Regions from separate parts of the Bombyx mori genome. Here region 1 is linked to region 2. Evidence: chromatin contacts called from public Hi-C data. All regions are on one chromosome and are shown on one strand. The core of a region is the stretch at or near the end of the contact, and the rest is flanking DNA. Distances in the headings are between cores, read along the strand shown. Region 1 overlaps LOC101740740. Region 2 holds the start of LOC101740740.

Region 1 (4,462 bases), core at 169-2,668, 53 kb before region 2:
GTAACGAATTTTTAATGCGATTTTAGAGTAGCAAATATAATGGGGATTTTAACAGTTTTACTATTGAATCCCGATCACACTCCAAACTAATTTGGAGTTTCAATTATTTATATGCAGTGTTATGTTATATTTGATTTTATTAAAAATAAATCGACAATTAATGTTCTAAGCAAAAGTATTCCGCTGCTTAGTACCTTAGCTTTCTGATACGTGAATAAAGCATATACTGGAGTCACAAATTGAAGCTTCGTGAAATTGGCACTAAAGGTACTGACTAGTACCACTACACACTGCATAGGTAATGGCACCATCAACGTATGATCCAGGTGGCGCTCGAGTAGTTTTAATAAATGGACGTTTTTCATAGTAATTTTTTTTTGTTTCTTTTGTAGGCATAGAAGCATACGGCCCCCCTGATGGTGAGTGGTTACCGTCGCCCGTGAACTTTAGCAATGCCAGGGGCAGAGCCAAGCCACAGCCTACTGTTTTAATTTTAGCAATAGCCACAAACCAATGGGACTATGTTTCACTAACATGTTTAATTTTTTTTAAATAAGTAAATTTTTCAATGTACGCCCAAATCATTTTCTAGTACATTAAATATCCGGTTGCTGAAAGTCATATACTTATATTATGTACCTATATAATATGTACACATAGTTGCGTTACTCCAGTTTTATAGTAAGCCAACAGACAGGTTTTCGTTATTATAAAATTACTTTAACTATCTCATTAACGTAAGCATTTGCATAAAGAACAAGCTACTTACTGTAGAAGACTTGATCTACAAATAACATAATAATTTACATTATTATAATGGTGATTTTATTATTGCGTGTCGTCATCAAGCAGCTAAACGACAATATCGTTCTTATCAATTGCATTCCACGATGTTTATTAACTCGAATAAAACTATGTTTTATCAATAAGTGGAAATCGATGTTCTGATATTGATATACAATCAAGTGACGTACCTGCTTTTAGTCGTCCATCGTCGACTGCTTGGCCCTGTGGAAGGATGCTCTTAATGAATATTCCGAGTGGACCTCGCGGCGAGTCGCGTCCTCCCACGATCGTAAAACCGAGCGGTTTCTTCCCGTGACCTTTCTCAAATGTTATCGTGTGATACGTGTGCGTGGGCGCTCTCGGTCTCCGGGGTAGCGTGCAGAAATTCGTTGCGTTTTGTGTATTTTCAATTTCACTGTCATTTTTTTCTTTAACACGCTCCGAAGCACTGTCCGTGGTGTCCACGTTTGCAATGTCGACAGCGCAACTGAGGGCGAGCCCGTCCTTGTTGGCCCCGGCATAGCTGACCACTTGTCGACGCAGCAGTTTGTTGTTCATACTACTATAAGTCGCGTTCTGTCCCTTTAGGAAGTGGGAGTGCGCGTTGGCCGCACTGTCGGCCACCTCGTCCGCCACTGATAGCGCGCTGCGATTACACGCGGACTCATCCTGCGAACGTCGACCAGTTATTTTGACGTCATATTTATCAATACGTTTTTCCTTTCCTAATATTATTGCGTTTTCGTAATCAACGGAGCTTTCGCGCATCAGGATTGCGCTTCTGTGTGACGAATCGCGCTGTCTTTGTTCTGTCGATGATTTATCGCGTTGTCTGCATATCACGATATCAATTTCGGAAGTTCCTGATTTCAAGGCTTCTTTAGCTTCTGACATAGTAAGATCTCGAAGTCTTCTGCCGTTCACGTTCAATAGTTCGTCCCCAATGCGCAGAGTGCCTTCTCTGAAAAAGAATAATGCTTGTATTGAAAACTCGAAAAATTGTAATGGAAAAAATAAACACAAATATACATTGTATTTTTACTAACTTTTCAGCTAATCCTCCAGGAACTACATGTGCAACTAAATATCCGATATGACCCTCATCCGTGAGCTTGGTTTTGGCTATAAAAATACCTAATTCATCTGTTGGATTCCTTCGGACTATTTTGACAACTTTAAATTCATTTTTATCTGGTTTACTACCTCTAGTTGGTTTTCTACACGGTGGTATTGGAGGGATACCAGCGTCTCCTAACGTCACATCCCTTTGTCGCATTTTTTGTTTTTCAGTCAGTTGGAGGTATTGAGGTTCATCGTATTCATTTTGTTTGGTTTTTGGCATTCGCCTCAGAATTTCCTTGCGATCAAGTGAAAGTGCTCTTTGGGAATGTCGCGGCCGTGGTCTTGGACCGTCCCTCCGCTCTCGGCTCATTCTACCCGATATTCTAGGCTTTGGATAGTTTTGATCACCGGACACACTTCTCCCGTGACACGGTAATAGTGCATTAGCTTGTGAAGCTGAGCTCTCACACCGAGACGATATCCGATCACTATCAAATATCGATGACGTAGCTGATTCGTTGACTAGAATACCCGAGTCGGCGTCTTCGCAGTCTTGTATTAAAACGTTCTCATCGTCACACGATATTTGATACGCGTCGTCGTGAAAGACGGAATGACTTTTTTGGAAATCGTCCAATCCCGGTAAAGCCCCATATGAAAAGCTACGTAATTTTGCCTTGACTCCTCCTCTTTTTTTTCGACTTTTACTGACAGCATTAGTTGATTTGGTTGCATTTTCGATATTTCCAGTGTCTTCTTCAGCTTCGCCTCCCGGTTTGTATAGCTTGGAGAAAAATTTGTTCGTAGAAGATTTTAAGTATCTATCAGACATTGCTCGTATTTTTGCCGATAGACATGAACTGGGACCAATAGAATCTTTACCATCTTTAGTTTTTAATTTATCAGTCTTTTTGTATTGAGATTTCATTGATATCGGAGCTTCATCAAATGGTTCATATTCGTCATTAAAGATTTGGTCACTAGATTTTGATAATTTTGCGCCGGCTTTAGGTATAGCGTGGTATCGGTCACATTCTGAACCGGAGCTGTAGCATCTTGTACCTCTATTGATAAATGACTTTCCCTCCCTCCACTGACTTTCTACAGGACTAGTTACACTTTTGGCAAAAAATACTTCATCGTCGTAATTTGGCATTTTCACCCAAGGGTTTTGGTTCTCGAATTCAAGGTGGGCGTCAGAAAAATTGTTACTGTACCGACAGCTAGTTACATCATCAATGTGACCGAAGCCGCTACAGTCACTTTCTGAAGTAGATGCTGCATCGTCGCCATGCCTTAAAGGACCGTTGGATTTGAAACAAGATAGTTTGGTGTTCTTCACTTTGTCGAGTAGTGGGTTGCGTCTTTCTCGAAACACCATGTATTCCTTCTCGAGGGAACCGCCGCGATTTTTGCGCGATGTATTATAGTTCTCCTGCGGTGAAGTGGGGCCGTTTTGTAAAGATATGCGCCGGGTGACCGGCGTTTCACTGCCGTGATTACAACGGTGAGGAGATTTCTCAACTATTATTATTTGATCGTTGAGGTTATAGAAGTTGGTTTCAACCGAACTGCCGCTACTTTTTCTGTTCGGGTAGCGTACCGGCGATATATCTGAAATAAGAGATAAACAAAAATCATTGTTTTGACACATTTTGAAGTCAGTTTAGGATTCAGATTTTCTAATAGCTTGTTTCGAAATCGAATGTTCGCGGATGTTTTTCTACAATGCTCTTAAATCTTAATAAACTTTAAGAACGAATGAAAGAATATTTTACATCCAAATTTGTTTGTTGAGTTTGCTTTAGTCTCACACTAATTTTCCAGTATTATAGTTTAATTACATGCGAGACTTTTTTATCTAATTAAGGTGAGAAATGCATACACTTTACAATAGTCAAACGGTCAAGTATGAAAACTATTTGTGCCTCGCCCTCCTCTATGCTTGTTACGTAACGGTAGCAGCTAATTTCCATGTTTGTTCACCTGAATCCACTGTTATACAACCATCAAGACGTCTTATGTAAAGCGTAGGTAAATACTAAAAAGCCGCGACAAATCCTATATGTAACGCATGATTTCATAATGCAGTGATGCGAATACGAACGAAGGTACGACCTCTTGTGAGTCCGCGCGAGTAGGTACCACCACCCCGTCTATTTCTGCCGTGAAGCAGTAATGCGTTTCGGTTCGAAGGGTGGGGCAGCCGTTGTAACTATATTTGAGACCTTAGAACTTATATCTCAAGGTGGGTGGCGCATTTACGTCGTAGATGTCTATGGGCTCCAGTAACCACTTAACACCAGGTGAGCTGTGAGCTCGTCCACCCATCTAAGCAATAAAAATAAGTAAAAAAAAGGCTTGTTAAAATGATAACGTCCAGAACGTGTCTACCGAATTGTTGGTAAGGTATTATCGGCTGCTTATTTCTGTCGCGAAGCAGTCATGGGTTTGTCGCAAAGCATGAGATCATGCGGTCAATCAACAACCCGATGGATGACCTAATAAAGAAAGCGACCGAGTCCACCATGGTCCAATGTACTCGAAACATTTCAAACCACAAGGTCTGTGTGCTTAGTGCGAGTTTTTTAATTTCTTGATCATCACTTCTCAT
Region 2 (4,471 bases), core at 1,495-3,994:
AGCGTTTTCAATAGTTTTATTATTTTTCTCTAACAATCTAGCCATGATCAGCAAGATAAAGTAGGTTATTTACATTTTAGTTCGGCTTCCTATTCATGTGTATTTTTAATGGTTTTTGATTCTTTTAAATCAATGTAGCCTAATTGGCTAGATGTATGAAAAGTACCCCTTTGTTGCAACTATACGATCGCTACAATACTTCTTCTTTTTCTCCACTTTATCCCACTAGGTGGGGTCGGCACAGGTAATTTTTCTCTTACATTCTCTTCTATCAGCCGTCATCTCAACACTCACTCCTCTCTCTCTCTCTCATAACGTCATTCACACACTCCATCTATGTCTTCTTCGGTCGACCTCTATCATGCACTACCATTTCCATACATCTCCTAGTCACATGCATCTTCTCTCTACGCATCAGATGTCCATACCACGTTTGCTACAATACTACGCCTGATTAATTATTATACTTGACATACAACCTTCACGCAAGCGTAAGGAATACATTGACAAAGTTTAATCCCATTCAGATGAATGCTGTGGTAGCGCACAGGTAAAATACGATAGAACAAAAAAAAAACATCGGTTAAATAATGCTCCAGATTGATGTTTTTGATAAACTATTTAGACTACTTTAATATTTATATTTAATTACTTTTATTATCCATATCTTACAGTTATTGTCATTCTGTATGATACCATTGTTGGTTTAAGTGTATGTTAAATTACTTAAATGAATACTTTCCACCCGTTTGTTCATTTATATATATTGAATGATGTAATTGAATATTTTATGAATGTGCAATCAAATATATAAAATTCACACGATTATTTGGGAAGTGTTTAACATAATAGTTGCTGATACGTCCCAATTATCACAATATTACTTAATAAAATTCTGTTTAGATCTTTTTATGTATGTACAAAGTATGAGTAGATTTTTTTACCCGTTTATAATTTGTTCTACGCGTAACCAAAAAAGGAAAGAGTGTAAACATCAGAAGAAAACAATGTTCCAACTGTTTAAATATAGATTTTAATTAAACTCGTTGACTGTCATTACGTAAGCCCCTTTAAGTAATGTTGCGGTAAATTCCAGGGAATAAGGGCCGGGATTTTGTCTTCATGACTCCAATCACGGGCGCTGAGACAGAGTTTTAATTCGTTTTGCGAGGGCCAATCGTTTTGACAGCGGTAATTAATCGTCGTTGATCCAACAAGCCAGGAGTGGAGTTGGTCTCTGCAGATTCCGTCTTAAAGGTATTTCGACTCTATTCTCTTACCCTAGGTTTGAAATTTAATTAACGGACAAATCACTCATTGTCTAAAGTAAACCTTTTTTCATCTTCAGATTTATTGCTATTTAAGGTCTATTTTGTTTCCATTTTCTTTGAATTCACAAATAGTTTATTATGTTCCCATAACCGAAATCTTCATTGATCATGTTATATGAGATCTATCGAAATCGGGTTAACGAATCGGCATTTAAGCCCCTTTAACTAAATCCATGCATAAACATTTCATCGCTGAATAATGATTATAGCTATTTTGTTTTCGGGCTATACACGTCTAAGAGTGAATATTAATAATGGGAAAGCGTTCGTTAGGAAATATTGAAGAATACCGACACCCGAACACAGAGACACCTCAAGGAATAAAATAATGACACACTATCATCTGGTCAAAAACTGGTTTTAGTCAGCGAACGGCCCGACCCAATAGACTTGAGCGTGGCAAAGGAAATTTTTATTGCTTAGAAAATAATCAAAGGGAGTGTTTGTTGTCTGACAGTGTTCTTTATCGCGACGAAGTTCTTTTCATGATCATCGAAGAATGAATTGTTTTACGGTGGCAGATTTCCAAGTAAACAGCCTTAGAGTCGTGAGCTTGGAGCCTTAAAGATCAAAGTCTCAAAGCCCATGACTTTAAAAAAAAAGCATACATTGCTATTAGAGACACAACGGTGAATGCATCTGACAACAATTCACGTAACTGACGGTTTTTAAGCATTCTGTAAATTGCTACATTGTCTTATCGCCAATGTAGGTACTGCCTCTTTTTTTTTCCTCCACTTAATTGTCAGTTGCCAAAGAGGCTATTCCAACCACGCGAGGACTTGCTAACATTAGCCTCGGCAGTCGACAAGAACAACCTCTTTCATGAAAGACACACATAATACTGGTAGGGTGACTACATCAAAATGATCAGTTAAACAAAAGATTTTCAAATATATTTTTTTTGTATATATGGGTGGGCGGGCTCACAGTCTACCTGATGTTAAGTGGCTACTGGAGCCCATAGACATCTACAACGTAAATGCGTCACCCACCTTGGGATATAAGTTCTAAGGTCTCAGTATAGTTACAACAGTTACAGTATAGTTATAATAGAAGGAATACAGATTACATTACAATAAAATGAATATGACAATTAAATGGACGTAAGTATATTGACTTATTGACGAAAATGCTTACCTCCGACAAACAATTAGTACACCGGCACAACGTAAACTATGGTAACAAAAACAGAATTGATGGTCTGCGAAACGTCCAGGGGTATTCCGCTGAGAAATTCACGGAATACTATTATTGTGAAGCACCACGTGATGTAAATGTGTATTTTTTATTAAACTATATTAAGTTTCACTCCACTTACAGTCACAAGTGTGTGACGAAGAGAATAACTTAGTTTCGCGAGAGCACATGAAACAGAGACGTGAAACCGCAACGATCGTTCGTTTACAACTAGTTAGTTGCATTCATTCGGCCCTATTCGGCAGCCGGCGTCCGGCGTTCGGCAATGTTCGGCAACGGGATTCAATACCGAACGCGTTCGAGTTATCGTGCATAAAATTCGACCATAGTTCGCATTACTATCATCTTAGCACAATAATCAGTTCAATGATGGCTGTTCAGGCGCCTATGCATAAGTAATGCTAAAAAAAAAATTGAATTTCTTTTTACTTGTACGAAATTTCTGAATTATGCAAAGATTTTCATTAATATTTTTAAAATTGCATTATTTGCTGCCGAGACAGAAATGCGAATTTTTATGAAATTTTGAATTTTTATTTTTATGGCCTAAATCGTTGCACAGCCTCATGGTCTACCTGGTTTAAAGTGGTTTCCAGAACCCATAGACATTAACGTGATCGCCTCTTACCATGAGACATGAAATTAGACTAAATCTTATTGTAAAGCGACTGTCTTAATCTTAAGACCGGGAAGTATTACTGTTTCTTGGCAAAAACAATGAGGTTAGTAATTACCTATCGGTGTTGACTGCGGAACTACCACCACCGGTAAGCTCTCGTCATCGCGAATCATCTGGAGTAACTGGGCCCGCATATAAACTTTAAGGCTGGTAAAGTAAGGTAGAATGGATACATTTTTCTTCGGTTGTACGATGGTAGAGTGGAATCATTACTTTGATAAGTCCCTAGAAGAACTTCAAAGGAAAATCGGTAGGAAACAGTGAGCTACACAAAGCTGTATCAAAAAGTAGTGAGGACGACCTACTCCTTGCTAAGAAAAAAAAAGAATACTGGTCGGCATAGCTCAGATACATATTTGTAATATTAATAAAGAAAAAATCTTCGATTCTCTTTTGTTTTTTTTTCTGAATGTAGTCATTTGTTTGCTTCGTCTCGGAACGTATTCTCGAAAATGGAGAAAAACGAAATGCGAGCGGTTATTAAATACCTCTGTTTAAAAAAATTAACAACGCAGGAGATTTATTGCGATTTAGAGGCAACATTAGGAGAGTCTGCTCCGCCGTATTCCACTGTCGCAAGGTGGGCTTCTCAATTTCGAGTAGGGAGAATGGGCACGGAAGACGAACATCGTTGCAGCCGTCCATCCACGTCAGTCACCCAAGAAAATGTTGCGAATGTCGAGAAAATTGTAATGAGCGATCGAAGAGTTACCATCTGACACTTAATAGAAGAAACGAACATTTCATATGGAAGTTTTCAATCCATATTGAACAATCTTTGAATATGAAAAGAGTCTCCGCAAGATGGGTGCCGAGAATGTTAATCGACAGTCAGTAACAAAATCGACTTGACATTTCGACGATATTGAAAACTTTTTGTCTCGTTTCGTAACAATGGACAAAACCTGGGTCCGTCATTTTGATCCCAAGACAAAACAGCAATCTTCGCAATGGAAACGGCCACCATCACCGACCCCGAAGAAGTTTCGTGTCGTGGCATGGGCTGGCAAGGTTATGGCCTCAATATTTTGGGACTCAGAAGGGATATTGTTGATTGATTAGAGCGTGGAACCACTATTACAGGCCAATATTAGGCAGCTTTCATTTCCATGTTGAGTAATGCCATCAAAGAGAAAAGGAGAGGGAAGCTTCGAAGGGGCGTGCTGTTTCATCACGACAATGCACCCGCGCACAGGTCGGCAGTTGCAATGGCTGCCATTCAGCAAGCTGGCTTCGAATTAGTTGACAACCCCCCTTATAA

Evidence for each region. Hi-C and Micro-C count contacts between places; a contact is called where the count stands out from the background.
Region 1: a contact with region 2 is called in a Hi-C map of whole pupa, with 2.4 times the contacts expected there. The contact joins the enhancer-like site here to the promoter of LOC101740740 in region 2. A contact is called at or near these places in 3 of 7 Hi-C or Micro-C datasets (midgut and whole pupa).

The regions. Positions count from the first base shown.
Region 1 is chr5:11,567,972-11,572,433 of ASM3026992v2, reverse strand. It overlaps LOC101740740, which reads right to left. Exons shown (of 6, transcript XM_012693862.4): 3 at 1,833-3,462; 4 at 975-1,747. Among protein-coding and RNA genes, the nearest start is that of LOC101740740, 52 kb to the right of the region's middle. Within about 2 kb of position 1,418, at least 7 of the 8 cell types and tissues checked have open chromatin away from gene starts, as enhancers often do.
Region 2 is chr5:11,516,357-11,520,827 of ASM3026992v2, reverse strand. It overlaps LOC101740740, which reads right to left and starts at 2,744. Exons shown (of 6, transcript XM_012693862.4): 1 at 2,472-2,744.